Linked DNA regions of Mus musculus: regions 2 and 3 are each linked to region 1. Evidence: chromatin contacts called from public Micro-C data. All regions are on one chromosome and are shown on one strand. Each heading gives the region's core, a stretch centred on a gene start, on an enhancer-like site or on the middle of the called end of the contact. The rest is flanking DNA. Distances are from core to core; before and after follow the strand shown.

What was found. Hi-C and Micro-C count contacts between places; a contact is called where the count stands out from the background.
Region 2: a Micro-C map of embryonic stem cells shows a contact between it and region 1, with 5 times the contacts expected there. The contact joins the promoter of Ubr3 here to the promoter of Gad1os in region 1. A contact is called at or near these places in 1 of 39 promoter capture datasets (hippocampal neurons), 5 of 484 Hi-C or Micro-C datasets (cortical neurons and embryonic stem cells), 8 of 115 datasets of contacts at active chromatin or transcription factors (astrocytes, embryonic forebrain, embryonic stem cells and 1 more) and 1 of 9 other capture datasets (embryonic stem cells).
Region 3: a contact with region 1 is called in a Micro-C map of embryonic stem cells, with 13 times the contacts expected there. The contact joins the promoter of Lrp2 here to the promoter of Gad1os in region 1. A contact is called at or near these places in 4 of 39 promoter capture datasets (cranial neural crest, embryonic stem cells and liver), 9 of 484 Hi-C or Micro-C datasets (embryonic stem cells and stem cell-derived epiblast-like cells) and 5 of 115 datasets of contacts at active chromatin or transcription factors (all in embryonic stem cells).

Annotation. Positions count from the first base shown.
Region 1 is chr2:70,560,808-70,565,950 of GRCm38.p6, forward strand. Gad1os (glutamate decarboxylase 1, opposite strand) reads right to left here and starts at 2,550. Exons shown (of 3, transcript NR_040496.1): 1 at 2,452-2,550. It overlaps Gad1 (glutamate decarboxylase 1), which reads left to right and starts at 1,322. Exons shown (of 17, transcript NM_008077.5): 1 at 1,322-1,525; 2 at 2,961-3,103. The coding sequence starts at 3,025.
Region 2 is chr2:69,893,884-69,899,034 of GRCm38.p6, forward strand. Ubr3 (ubiquitin protein ligase E3 component n-recognin 3) reads left to right here and starts at 3,363. Exons shown (of 39, transcript NM_177783.6): 1 at 3,363-3,956. The coding sequence starts at 3,412.
Region 3 is chr2:69,583,082-69,587,662 of GRCm38.p6, forward strand. It overlaps Lrp2 (low density lipoprotein receptor-related protein 2), which reads right to left and starts at 2,948. Exons shown (of 79, transcript NM_001081088.2): 1 at 2,734-2,948. The coding sequence starts at 2,812.

The sequences.
Region 1 (5,143 bases), core at 1,300-3,799:
GATTTATACTATTTGTTTTTGATGTTTCCGTTGAGTGGTGATGAAAGTCGCTAAGATGGTCACAAAAAAAGAGACAGGCCTGGGATAAACCATCGAAGACCCAGAGGTGCACATGAATAAACCGGTCTGCTGCTCCACAATATGAGGGAAATCTCTATGAAAACGAGTAAAGCGATCATAGAGTACTCCCCATCACTCAGACAGGCCCAAAAATCCAGTTTGTTTTGCCCCTAAAGGATGAGAAACGGAGGGAGAGGAAAAAGAAAGCCAGGAGGTAGCGGCGAGAAGGCTAGAAGAGGCCGGCCGTTACAGAGCCTTTCGGGCATCTCCAGGTGTTGTCTAGGGCGCACCAGGGAAAAGGCCGCCAGCACGGGGTCTCTGTGTGTTTGGCGCCCTCTGGTGGAAATTTTTTCCAATACCGCCTTTTTATGGTGGGGGACTTCACCCCGCTCAGTAATGTGCTTAAATATTGCCAAGAGAGAATCATTGAACAGCGTGAAACTGAAAAGAAGCGAGGAGAGCGGGCCAAGACACGGAGTGCCGTCCTGGCTTCCCGGAGCCACCCTCCATGCTCTGCTGCCCCAGGCGTGTGGAGCGGCACTCGTGCGTGTTATTAACCTTCAGACATGATCAATTACGAAGATTTCTTTTACCCCTCTCCAGGGAGAGGGCTCAGAGAAAGGGAAATAGACCCCTTGCCTCTTGTGGTGCCAGGTAGCTGTGTTCGAACGAGGTAGTGTGGAGATGGACTGGAAGAAGAAACGGGAGTGCAGAAACTCCAGGGTCTGTCTGGGTGGTCCCCTCATCTCCGCTTTGCCTGTACAGCCATACTGGCTCAGTAGAGCGCTCCCTAGGACACCACCCAGAGAAAACCTTCTGGAATCGCCAATCCAGGACAACCACAGGAGATTGATCAAGGCAAAGCAAATATTCTAGTCTTCTCCAAGATACGGGATGGAGGGCTAGGAAGAGGGGAAGGAAGAATCACCCAGTGAGACAAAATTCTTCGTAGGAATTATATTTTCCCTTGCCCTCACCCAACATCGCCTATCTCAAAAATAATTTAAAAACAAAAAACAAACAAACAAACAAAAAACAGAGCGTGCTGAGTGCATTCTGGATTACTCATAGGACTTTGTCACACACACCCTCCTTTCTGGTCGCAAACCCGTGAGCTGGATTTATAATCGCCCTACAAAGCTCCAGAGGCAGTCAGACACCTGCAAAGGAGCCCCAGCGCTCCGCGGACGAGCTGCCCCCGCGAGCAACGGCCTCGTGATTCCCCCCGCCGAGCGGGTCCCCGCCTCCCCACTCCGCCCCCGCCTCCCCCAAGCCCAGCGGCCGCCTCTCCGGATCTCTCCCTTCTTCAGGCTCTCCCGTGCCGGACCAGGGATCGTGCAAGCAAGGAAGCAGCCCTGGGGTGACACCCAGCACGTACTCCTGTGACAGAGCCGAGCCCAGCCCAGCCCCGGGACGCTTCGCAGAGGAGTCGCGGGAGGGTCCAGCTCGCTGTCGCTGAACCGAGGTGGGTAAATACCGGATCGCCCGGACTTGCCAGAGCCCCGCCTCGGTTATTCAACCCGGTGCCCTCAGCCTGCGGCTTCTTGTCCAGCCCTTTGCCTCACCCCACCAGCACGCGCCTGTCGCCCACCTTCCACAGCCGAGTGCTTCCCGCCAGTCCTGTCGCAGCTGTGGTTTGGCGCACCCATCCCCTACCCTCCTCGCTCTTGAAACCCTTATCAATTTCATTCGGGAGGACACATAAGGGCTGAAGTGACCCCAGAGCCATTTTTTGCCTGCGCTTGGGGGATCGGAGCTCACGGCTGTCGGATACGCGCCTGGGTAGCAGCGGCAGAAGGTGCGAGGAGCGATAACCTGTTACTTCCCCAGCACCCGCGTCCCACCGCCGCCCGCGGAGCTGCGAGAGCGCGCGGAGGTTGCGGGGGGGGGGGGGGACAGATGCTCGGCCCGAGGGACGACACGCAAAAGGCGGCTGGTGGGCTGCGCTCTGCGGGGTCTTAGATTTACCCAGATTACCGTTCTCCTCCCTCTCCTCTCATTCTTTCGCCCGCTCCTTCTCCCCATCTCTTCCTCTTCTCTCGCCCTCTCTCCCTCACTCTGTCCACGAACAAACACCAAATAGGGGAACCGCGCACTCTTCTATCCGAGGTCTCTTGCGCCCTAGGCGCAAATTCGCCACCGGGTGACGGTCTCCTTTTTACCCTCTGCCACCTTCTCTGGCTCAGTGAAACGAACTCTGGGGACTAGGTAGAGTAGAAACAGTGAATCTGGGACGGAGCCTCGCTCTAGGGTTGAGAAAGCTAGAAACGAGGTGGGACAAGAAACTGATCAGCAAGGCTTCGACACGCTGCCTTTTGGCTGTCTGGAGTGCAAGGTGACTGATTCTTAGCGGGTCAAGTCCTGAGGGGCGGAGGACCTATTTCTTCTCACCTTGTCTCACCAAAGTCCCTGTCCCCGGCGCTGTGAGCCTCCTTCTTTCCAAGGAATTGGCCAGACACAACAACGGGAGCCAGACACCGAACCAGACGTGCCCGCCCCGCACGCCCTCCCCCCTCCTCTTCTGCCCGTTCACCAGGCTGCTGGGAGCCCAATGGGGCTTGTCTCGGCTGGGCTGGAATTTGCTCGATGAGTGCTCCCTAGTGCTCCTGGCCCTATCCTCACCCCATCCCTCGCGTCCTGCACCCGCCTCCGGCGCCCCTTAGCTGTGAGCCTCACTCGGAGCACCCCGTTGCGCCTCTAGACTTGAGAGTCGCCCGGGGCTACTGTGCTTGCGCCCCAGTCCCAGAGCTAGCGAGCGCCTCCCCACCCCCTCCCACCGACCGCGCACCAGGACCCAGCCAGCTCGCTGCCCTTGGTCTCCCTTCTGTCTCCGAGACTTCGGTGCCCCGGGCCGCAGGACCTAGAAGCTCTCCCGGCACAGCTCTCCCTTCTGTTTGCAGCCTGTTCCTGCGCCCAGTCTGCGGGGGACCCTTGAACCGTAGAGACCCCAAGACCACCGAGCTGATGGCATCTTCCACTCCTTCGCCTGCAACCTCCTCGAACGCGGGAGCGGATCCTAATACTACCAACCTGCGCCCTACAAGTAGGTCCTGCCCCAGTTTCCTATTAAATGGACTGCAGCGAGGGTGGGGGCGCTGGCACTGCGGGAGGCTGCGCTGTCGGAACGCGAAAGGAGAGCGTAGAAATGATGGAGGCTGAGAAACAAATGGGGCCCTATTCCAGGTTCCTGCTTAGAGGTCATTTGGCTGCCAGGGACGCGAGGTTACTCCCAGGGCACCGAAGAGCAGCGAGGACTTCACAAGGGCCGGGCAAGAAAGATCTTTGGGGTCTAAGGGGCAGAGACGTTCAAGGAGCTGTGTTGTGTTTTTGTGTCTGGCGGGACAACAGGGGTCAGAACAGAGGGGTAGTGTGAGGAACCCGGAGTCTCAGCGAGAACAGTTTCCTAGCTCTAGGTTTGAGATGAAACCTGACCTCCTCCTCTCCTTTCCTCCACCCCCCCCCGCCCCCAGCGCTGTACTCACAGTCCATAATCAGGGGAAATTTCGACGTTAATTGCAGCTTTTAGAAAACTCTGGGTCCCTAATTGCTCCAAATTTGCGTCTAGCTATTGACGAGTGAGGGCGAAGCCAGGGGCGTAAAAGGTGCACAAAACTGCCTGAGATTCAATTAATTACATCTTAGAGACAAAAAAAAAAGGCGAGGGAGGGGCATTTAAGCATCATCCAGAGTGACGGGGGGGGGGGCACCTTGGCAGCTAACTAGGAGGAGATGTGGCTTGGCAAGCCAGGAGGCAGAAGCACCCCTGTGCTTTTTTCTAGAGACCTGTCAGCAGGTGACAAGTCTTGGGGAGAATAGAGAAACCAGATAAAAGGGCATTTATGCTTCCCCATCCGATCTGTCTCTAATTCAGCCTGACTTTCTAACTCCACATAGAGGACTGGAGTCGTGGGATTTATCTTTTTTCCATGTTGGGGTTAAGTCTTTCACCACCCCTCTCCCAAAATTCTATCAGCTCCAGACAGCTCTGCGCCCCCTACCACCAGAATCTCTACAGAAGAGGAGCTGCGGGAGATCTGTGTGGTTGAGAGTGCTTTATTGTTGGCGTCTTTATGGCACTTATTGTAAGCCCCGTGAAAACAACAGTTCCCGTGTACACAAGTGGCAAGCTGAAGGCAGGAAACCCCCCTTTGAATTTCTTGGTGCAGACTCTGAGGCAGGAGACCCTAAGTCCTCAGGCCACCTTGCAGTTCTCTTAGCAGCCCCCCCCCCCTTCCTGCACACAGGCAAGCGACAATTGCCCACACAACAAAGCAGATCCCAGGCAGAGTCGTCAGTGCCGGTGGCACGTGATCCAGGCCTTGGCGGTGGAGTCAGCAGTGGGAGCTGGCCTGGCCGAACTCGAGGCCTGCGCCCCTTTTGTCTGTAGATTGAACCCTGATAGATTTATTTTCCAGTCCTCCCCACATCTTACTCCAGTCTTTATCCCCCAACACACACCGTTATTCCTTCTGCAAGGTTGGGGACCACCCTCCACACTAGGCACCTCTACATCCTAGCAGACTACCCCATAGTTCTCAAATGCCCAGCCTCAGCAAAGGCCAAGTCGATAATCTGAGTCCATACAAGGTGTGGTACCTCCGGAAACCACCTAAATGGAGGCCAGAGATCTAAGGACACCCCACCTCCACCTCCCTTCCCTGGGAACCCCTAACCCTTAACTGGAGAAAGCCTGAGAGAGCTTGCCTGCTCTGTCTAATTTCTGTCCTCCCTGGAAGACACACCCCCACCCGCCCAGTTTGCTGTTGGGCTCTGCCTCTGCAGGGTCTACCGGAAGGCGTCCCTTTCTGCTCCAGTATACACCTTACACACCTTGTACCCTCACACCTTATCCCAGCAACCCCCTGGCAAGCAGGAGCCCTCCTGCCTATCGCCTATGGGGGGGGGGGAAGCATTCTTAACTCCGGCTACAACAAAGGGGTTCTCGACCCCCATCTCTCTTCCTACCTGTTTTTTATTAACACCTAACTTGGGGCGTGGGGGACGGCACTGGAATATTTCTGAACACCAACCTCAGGCCAAGTGACCTTGAGAAATTGTAGCCTCTGGGCTGAAATGATTTTGT
Region 2 (5,151 bases), core at 2,113-4,612, 670 kb before region 1:
ACGTAAAGGTTGTTTCCTCTGCTAGCACTTACTTAACAGGCTGATAGAACAGGCTAAAAGAAATAAACATTAAAGAGCTGGTACATACTAGAAACTCAAGGAGCGTTGCCCACTGTAATAATTCCCAGTTAGCCATAATCAGACAGGTATGTGAGTGTCACAAGCAGTGAGGAGGAAGACAGGGTCTTTGCCCTCTAGAACGTTACCAGCCGCAGTGGTGGAACAAGCTCATAACCCTGGCACTAAGGCAGGAGGCTCTGGTTTGAAGGTAGCCTGAGTTACAAAACATTTCAGAGATGGCTCGTTGGGTAAGAGCACTGGCTGCTCTTCTGAAGGTCCTAAGTTCAAATCCCAGCAACCACAAGGTGGCTCACAACCACCTGTACAGCTACGGTGTGTACTTGCTTGTATACATATAAGATAAATAAGTAAACCTTAAAAAGACAAAGTATTTCAGATACATATATGTAAAGAAATAAATCTTTTTTTTTTTAAATAAAGAACAAAGCAGATGCTTGCGAGGATGTGGAGAAAGAGGAACACTCCTCCATTGTTGGTGGGATTGCAAGCTTGTACATCCACTCTGGAAATCAGTCTGGCGGTTCCTCAGAAAATTGGATATAGTACTACCGGAGGATTCTGCAATACCTCTCCTGGGCATATATCCAGAAGATGTTTCAACTGGTAAGAAGGACACATGCTCCACTATGTTCATAGCAGCCTTATTTGTAATAGCCAGAAGCTGGAAAGAACCCAGATGTCCCTCAACAGAGGAATGGATACAGAAAATGTGGTACATTTACACAATGGAGTACTACTCAGCTATTAAAAAGAATGAATTTATGAAATTCCTAGGCAAATGGATGGACCTGGAGGGCATCATCCTGAGTGAGGTAACCGAATCATAAAAGAACTCACATGATATGTACTCACTGATAAGTGGATATTAGCCCAGAAACTTAGTATACCCAAGATATAAGATACAATTTGCAAAACACATGAAACTCAAGAAGAACGAAGACCAAAGTGTGGACACTTTGCTCCTTCTTAGAAATGGAAACAAAACACCCATGGAAGGAGTTACAGAGACAAAGTTTGGAGCTGAGATGAAAGGATGGACCATCTAGAGACTGCCATACCCTGGGATCCATCCCATAATCAGCCTCCAAACGCTGACACCATTGCATACACTAGCAAGATTTTGCTGAAAGGACCCTGATATAGCTGTCTCTAGTGAGACTACGCCAGGGCCTAGCAAACACAGAAGTGGATGCTCACAGTCAGCTATTGGATGAATCACAGGGCCCCAAATGGAGGAGCTAGAGAAAGTACCCAAGGAGCTAAAGGGATCTGCAATTCTATAGGTGGAACAACAATATGAATTAACCAGTACCCCAGAGCTCTTGACTCTAGCTGCATATGTATCAAAAGATGGCCTAGTCGGCCATCAGTGGAAAGAGAGGCCCATTGGTCTTGCAAACTTTATATGCCTCAGTACAAGGGAACGCCAGGGCCAAGACGTGGGAGTGGGTGGGGGGAGGGTATGGGGGAACTTTTGGGATAACATTGGAAATGTAGATGAAGAAAATACCTAATTAAAAAAAATAAAGAACAAAACACCCCATTGCAACCCCCAAAGCCCCAGGAAAATGATCAGTTAGTAAGGCTGCGGGGATGAGAATTTATTGCTTAAGATAGTTATTGAATACATCAGAACCTTTTAATTTTTTAAATTGTTTTTTACGTATGGGCATTTTGCCTGCATTGGTGTATTACTGTGCAGCACTTGCACGCAGCGGCCAGAAGGGGGCGTTGGGTTCCCTGAAATTGGATTTAAAGTTAGTGAGCTACTATCGGGGTGCGAGGAATCAAACCTGGGTCATCTGGAAGAGGAGCTAGTGTTTTAAAAAAATTACTCATTCCATTCGTTTACATCTCAAATGATATCGCACTTCCCGGTTACCCCTCTACCAATCCCCCTCCCCACTCCTGTTTGCCTGTATGAGAGTGACCCACACTCTCAAGGCTCATGCAGCTGGTGCTCTTAACCAGACTCATCTCTCCAGCAACCCTGGGAATGTAGCTCAGTTGTAGTTTTTCCCTTGTATGCACGGTGCTCTGGTTTCAACCCCTGACCCTGTAAACCAGGCATAGTGCAATAATTCCAGCACTTTGAGATGGAGGTAGGAATTCAAGGTCATCTTAGTTTACACCGAATGCTTGAGGCCAGTCTGGGCCGCAGGACATGTCTTAAAACTCGTAAAGAAGCAAGCAAACTAACCAAAAACTTTCATGGAATGGTGAATGGGTTCCAGTGGCTGGTCTCTTTGTCTTTGACTCTGATCCGGACAGCGAGAAACAGTGATGTTGGTGGATTTTGAAGAGATAACGTAAGGAGCTTGGTTCTTCTCTCCAGTAAAGAGTTTGGGTAAGAGGATAACAAGAGGGCCAAGTAAATGGTGCTTGTTGCCAAACCTGATGACTTGAGTTTAATCCTCAGGAAATCAGATAATAAAGAACCAGCTTCCATAAGGTGTTCTCTGATTAGATGTGTATCGGAGGACTTCTACTCAAACAAATAACTTGAATGTAATTTTTTAAAAAGACAAAAAAACAAAACAAAAACAACAACAACAAAAAAACCCAACCTTACTTTTAATGTGGGCAGTGGAGGGCACCCCTAAATTTTCAGCACTCAGGAGGCAGAGACAGGCAGATCTGTGTCTACAGAGCGAGTTCCACAGAGAAACCTTGTCTCAAAAAATAAAAACCAAACCAAACCAACCAAACCAAGCAAATCAAGAGGAAAAAATAAATAAATAAAAGAAAAGAATCTTACCTTAAAAAAAATTTATTTTAGGAGATTCAGGGGAAGTATTTAGGAGGCAGCTTCACTAACAGCAGGAATTCAGTAGTAATTAAGTCTCTGATAACAGCAATCAACATCTGAAGACCAGATATGGATGCCTAAAATACATCTGGTAGATGTTGTGTTTAATTCCTATGTTCCAGGCAAATAAAGAAAAAAAAAACCCACTTATCTTTTTTCTTTTTATTTATTCTTCTCTCATACATTACATACATCACATACATCCCGACTACAGAGAAACCACTTTTATTAAAGATTGTCTTTGCGCCGAGTTCTTGTGTAAGTAATACTTTTGAAAGTTGGGAGTCAACAGGTTAGAGAGACCATAGGAGCAGAGCCCCAGCCTGGTGGGTGGTGGTGGGGAGCCCGACGAGGGGCGGGGCTTGGCAGGAGGGCGTGGCCAGGGGCGGGGACCGCGCAGAAGTGCTCTGCAGCGCCGGGTATCGCGAGAGTTGGGCGGGCCGAGCCATCGCAGCAGTCAATTCCCCCACCCTCCCGGGAGGAGCCGGGGGCCTGGACTCTGCAAATTCTGAGCTCTCATCATGGCGGCGGCGGCGGCCGCGGCGGCCGTCGGGGACCCGCAGCCGCCCCAGCCGGAGGCGCCGGCGCAGGGGCTGGCTTTAGACAAAGCGGCCACCGCCGCTCATCTGAAGGCCGCTCTCAGCCGGCCGGATAACCGTGCGGGCGCCGAGGAGCTGCAGGCGCTGCTGGAGAGGGTGCTGAACGCCGAGCGGCCGCTGGCCGGGGCTGCGGGCGGCGAGGAGGCGGCGGGCGGCGGCGGCGGCGGCCCGGGCGAGGCGGAGGAGGATGCCCTGGAGTGGTGTAAGTGCCTTCTGGCCGGCGGCGGCGGCTACGAGGAGTTCTGCGCGGCCGTGCGGGCCTACGACCCCGCGGCGCTCTGCGGCCTGGTCTGGACGGCCAACTTCGTGGCCTACCGCTGCCGGACGTGCGGCATCTCCCCCTGCATGTCGCTGTGCGCGGAGTGCTTCCACCAGGGCGACCACACTGGACACGACTTCAACATGTTCCGCAGCCAGGCCGGGGGCGCCTGCGACTGCGGGGACAGCAACGTAATGCGGGAGAGCGGGTGAGTGGAGTCCTGGCGAGGCGAGGCGAGCCGGGCCGTGTGATCTTGCGGGGGTCGGGGGGGAGGAGCCCCAGGGGGAGATCCCTGGGAGCCGACCCGCATCTGCCAGGGGAAGCTTGGGGGAGCGCGCAAGGGGTTGGAGGTGACTGAGCTGTCACTGGTGGGAAGGGGGTGGGGAAGAGAGGAGAGCATGTGCGGGGAACCAGGCTGAGAAATTTCAAGGAGGTCAGGGTGGGCGAGCGATGCGGGAGAAGGGTTCATTCAGTGTGTGGGGCGAGAGGGCAGGGACGGGGAGCGGATGCTGGGGTTAAATCTGGTGTGGAGCTGTCAGTTGTGTACTTGTTGCGAAAGGGTGTACAGCTGCCTGCCTGGTTCTGGGGAGAGCCTTAGAAGTGATTTAGATTGACTGGGAGGGAGTGATTTGGGATCTGAATTGGGTCAGTTGGGTCACAGGAGGCCGAGGGCCAGGGGGAGGGTCTTACAACTGCAGGTTAGGACCCTTGTGTGTGGGGGGGAAAAGTGTCTGTGTGTCTGTCGGAGTGAGGGACAGAGCTCTGGAGCTAATGGGGTTGCGGGAGGAGGGAAGGGGAGGGGCTTGCATAAAAAGGGACTGTTGAGCTGTCAGTGGAGTATGTGATATGCCGAAGTGACCGAGAACTGGGCCCCTGAGCCGTCAGATATAGAATACGCCTTACACCAGAAGGAGGAGGAAATCACTGAGCGAATTAGGAATCAAGTGCTGCTGGGTTTTATCTAGTTAAGGGCGCCTTATTCATTAATGCGAGAACATCCGCCGAAAAGGAGACACTGGACACATGCATCTTTGACAAACGCATTGATGCGTGCAGTGCACCTGGTGTGCCATGGCACCTATGCCTTAATCCACATACACTACATACCTTACATAGGAGTTAGAGGCTGGAGAAGAGTTTCTGAGCAGACGGACTAAGAAAAAGGATTCAGGAGTTAGCAAGACCCTGCAAAGAGTAATAATCAGGGCTAGCAAATAGAGCTGGATTTTTTTTTTTTTGGCTTTTTAGCATTTTAATATTTATATATTATTGAATATAAAAGCCAAAATAACCTATAGTGAAAAATTTCCTCCTTTCTGGTCTCTCATCTGCCAGTTCCTTCTCATTGCTTTTAGTTTCTCTCAGTCCAAAGCAAGCAACAGTAAATGTTTCCTCGTCCTGCT
Region 3 (4,581 bases), core at 1,698-4,197, 980 kb before region 1:
ACCTCCCTCCACCCCCGCTGGGGTTAACCATCCTCAGTATAAAACAATGATACACAGGTGTAGATACTCAGGTTCCCTGCAGCTCTAAAACCTTCCACATCAAATCGAGATGATTGAAGAGTTGAGGCAGAACCCAGTTACAGCCAAAAAGAATTCCAAGCATAGGAACAGAAGACCACCTTGAAATAAATACAACAGCAAACAAGGTTGCAGAGACCAGAGTTAGAAAAAAACAAAAACAAATGTAGCCTGTGTATTACAGGTCCCACTCAAGATACAATCATCACAAAAGGCATAACCAAATTGGTATTGGATTAAAGAATTTAAGTGGGGGACAGATTCTTAAAAAATGAAAAGGAAAGAAAAAAATCACTTCAAAATGCATTTATCAAAATGATTTATCAGGAAAATGCTCGACGCCAAGCCTGACCACTTGAACTGCATTCTGGGATCCACACTACTTTCCACATGTTTATGATATGTGCACTCGCGTGCACGCTTACACACACATGAATAAAGGCAAAATTACATTTTGTGTGTGTGTTTGGAAAAGAAATGAGACCAGAAGATCACAAACAGCCTGAGTCATAACTTCAGGCCAGCCTGGGCTAAACATGGAAACACTGGTTCATTTTAAAAAAAATTAATTACAATAATCAAATAGCAAAACTAAAAATGGTGACACTTGGGCTCTAGTTTGTTACCCAGAATGCCAGGGCGGGCGATGCATGCCATCAATCCCAGCACTCAGGAGGCAGAGGCAGGCAGATCTGAGTTCCAGGCCAACCTAATCAACAGAGCAAGTTCCAGGACAGTCAGGACTACAGAGAAACCCTGTCTCAAATAAATAAATAAACAAACAAATAAACAAATTCCTGAAGAATATATACACATGTCATACACGTGTATGTGTGCATGTATGTATGCTTGTATGTGCTCTCAGCCATATGTTAGGTGATTATTGCATTATCCGCTAAAAACTTGAAAAATGCTTCCCACTTTTTCTCCGTAATTCACATGGATGAGAACTTGAGGAAATCTAGGTACACAGTATTTGGTGACACCAAAAAACAGGGAGAAGAATGCATGTTCCGGTGGTAAAGGGACATCAGCTCAAGAATGTAAGCAACCTTTCCCTCCAGACAGGAACAGAAAAGTACACTAAACCCTAGGGCTATATTTAGCGCATGATATATAACCCTAAGCACTCTCCCTACCGCGGGCGCACACACAATATAACAGTAAGTCTCCTTTCTGCGTTTCCAATACTGTAGAAAGGTGTTCAAAGGAAGAACTGTTAGACATCTTCTCTTGCCGCCCACCCCTCCTTTTCGAAAGATTTTTGCAAAGCCTGGTGGATTTGTTGGCGCTCCCAAACTTCCCAGGAAGTCTGAGATGGGTGCTGCCTGGAGCTGCTGTATAATTACTTACTTGATTCCCTCTAAGGAGCTTACGCTAAGAATTGAGGAAAGAAAGCAGATTAACCATTTGAATACATGCCACGGCCCATCCACAAGCCCTCCCCTCTCTCCTCTCTATAAATGGGGGCTTCCACAGTCCTCACCCATCAACCCCAATATGTGATCTAGGGAAATCAATTTATTGCTTTGACTAATCCTGCAACAATAGGGGTTTCATTTTTATTGTAGGGCAATTAAGTTGTCCGACGGGAAAGAGCGGGAGGGGAAGTGGGGACTGGCCCATCCCCACAGACAGATTAGTCCCTGCAGAGGCTGCAGCGTCCGTTCTGTCTGTCTGGTGGTCGGTCACACGCAGCACCAGGCTGCTACCTAGCAACGAAAGCCAGGGAGAGAGCTCGTGGGTTCTCCTTGAGTCAGTCTCTCTCTCTCTCTCTCTCTCTCTCTCTCTCTCTCTCTCTCTCTCTCTCCCTCCCTCCCTCCCTCCCTCCCTCCCTCCTTCCTCACTTTGCTTTCCCGTTTTCTCCATTCCTTTCAACTTGTCTCTCATTTTCTTCTCTTATAGTTTTCTATTCTAAATAATTTCCTCCCTTTCCTCTCTCTCCCTGTTTCACGGGGAAGGAAAAAAAAAAAACCTCCCGGACAACTTGAAAAAGTTTGTAGTCACTTTAGAAACTTTCTGCATTCCAGTCCCCAAACTCAGGCGCAGCTAACCAGCTCCATTCATCAACACAAAAGCACCCGCTCTGGGTAGGAAAGGGAAAGCCTTCAAGAAAAGTACTCTAGTGTATCAGCCGCTTCCTCTGCCAATCCCACCTCCCCGCCTTATCTGGGCTCGTAAACGATCGGTATCATGAGATGCGGTCTCATGGGGGTCACCGCGGGACAGGGTTTCGCCACTGATGGAAGGAGGCTCTGGCCGGCGGCCCCTGGCGCACGGTGGGATCGGATCTCCCGCGCCGGCTGGACGCTGCAGGTGGAAAGCGGCGCTGGGAGCGGCGTGGAGGACCGCCCCGCCCCAGCCAGAAGAAAGCTGCAGACCCACGCGGGAGACCCTCGTACTCCAGGTTCCATCCTGGAAAGCCTTGAGGGTCAGGACTAATTCCCGTGGGAACAAAGGCACGATAGCCGTGGGACGAGCTGTCACCGAAACCGGTGCGTCCGCGTTCCCCAACCAGTACAAGAAGCGGCGCTGCAGTCATCTCTCCTGGGGTCACCGGAGCGCTCAGCCGGAGCAGCTCCGCAGCCGCCCACCCTCGTCCGGCTCAGCTCCGCAGCGACTATGGTGGCGTAGCGCGGGCAGGTGACCGCTTACCTTGGCCACTGACTGGCGCCAGGCAGGCAGCGATCGCCAGCAGCAGCATCCATGCCGCCGCCGCGGCCCCGCGCTCCATCGCGGAGACGGCCCCGGGCCTCGCCGTTCCTTCCCCGGGAGGTGGGCGCGCGTCGCAGCGGGCACAGGCAGGTTACTCCGCTCCGGAACAGGAGTCTTGCTCAGCAGCAGTCGCTGGCTCCTAGAGGCAGAAAGCCGGTCCCGGCGCCTGAGGCATCCCGTTTTCTACCCGCGCCAGTCCCCACCCTCCAGACAGTGCATAAAGCCCTCTAGACCAGACCGCCCCGGAACTAGCATGCGGGAATCCAGTGGGCCAGGCCCCCTACTGCCCGGCCCGCCCCCTGCACTTTGCGACTCTGGGAGGAGTGGGCCCTCGGACACTTGCGCGCTAGCACATGCACACTCCACAAGCGCGCTCGCTCGTGCATGCTCTCACCCAGGAGCACAGGCTCCGGGAACACAAAACTGCCTCCCACGCTGGCGAGCGCCCACCCCTCGCTCGCACGAGCACACACACTCCAAGGTCCTATTCAATCACTGACAATAATCGCCGCTGCTCACATTCGGAGCAAGGGCTTGGCCTCGCCACTCAGAGGGATGGCTAGACGGGGCGAGGAAGAAATTGGCCACGGACACAAACTCTAAAACGTTATCACCGGTGGGAAGGAATGGAGAAAGGGGGGAAGTCAAGAGCAGCGACTAAAAAAAGAAAGAAAGAAAGAAAGAAAGAAAGAGAAAAGATGAAAAGGGAAAGAAAAAGAACAAATGGGGAAAGGGGAGCAAGGAAAGGGGAAGAGAAAGAAGGGGGAAGAAAAGAAAAGGCAGAGGGTGTTTTAGTGCGGGTCTTTCATCTCAACACTCGGGAGACAGAGACAAGTGGATCTCTGTGAGTTTGAGGCCAACCTGGTCCACACAGTTCCAGGACAGCCTGGGCTATGTAGAAAGAACCTGTCTCAAAAAGAAGGGAAGAGGGAGGGAGGGAGGGAGGGAGGGAGGGAGGGAGGGAGGGAGGGAGGGAGGGAGGGAGGGAGGGAGGACCAGAAAAAAGCTGGACAGAGCCAAGCCGCCTGACCTCCTTGCCTCGGTGTGAACTCGCTAAGCTGCCTCGGGGCCCTCCTCCCCCTGACAGGGTGCAGGCTACCCAGATGGGGTAGCTTGTGTTTTTATAGTCAGAGAGGAGATTCTATCATTGCTCTGGAGGCCATAACTATCTGGCTCCCCAAGCGTCAGGTGTCAGTCATGCCAGACAGCGTCTCCTACAGTTCTGTTCATTTCGAAACAAAACTTGGGGGAGGGGTTGTTTTCTCCGCAATGCCAATAATGAGAGAAACACCAGGAATTCGGGAGAACTCTATGGTTCCCCTCGGGGACCACACTGAACCTGTTAACTGGGAGACAACCCTCTTTAAGAGAGTGGACCTTACACGAGCCCTTCAGACCCCGGTCTTCAGTTCCGCAGTGCCGAGACGAGTCAGTCGGTGCAATTGGTTGCTCTAGGAGCCCCACCGGAGGACCCGGCTGATTCTCAGCCTGATCATCCCAGAATCTTCTGCCCCAGTCGCTGCAGCAAGCCCATAGAGCCCTAGACCATTTTCCTAGAGTCGTTTTCCTTAAGCAAAAGGGCTGTGATGTAGGAAAGGCGGCTATCCACGTGGTGACAGAGCAGGGTCCCTCTGCCTTCCCTCCCTGGAGCGATGGCCTGCCAGTTACTGCCCTCCTCTTCTCCCCCCTGCAAGTATAGTCTGGACCTCTGCTGACCACAACAGCGAGTGCAGCGTGGCTTAGGCTGGCAAGCCTTGGGGATGGGGGACAAATTAGGTGTTGCTTTTG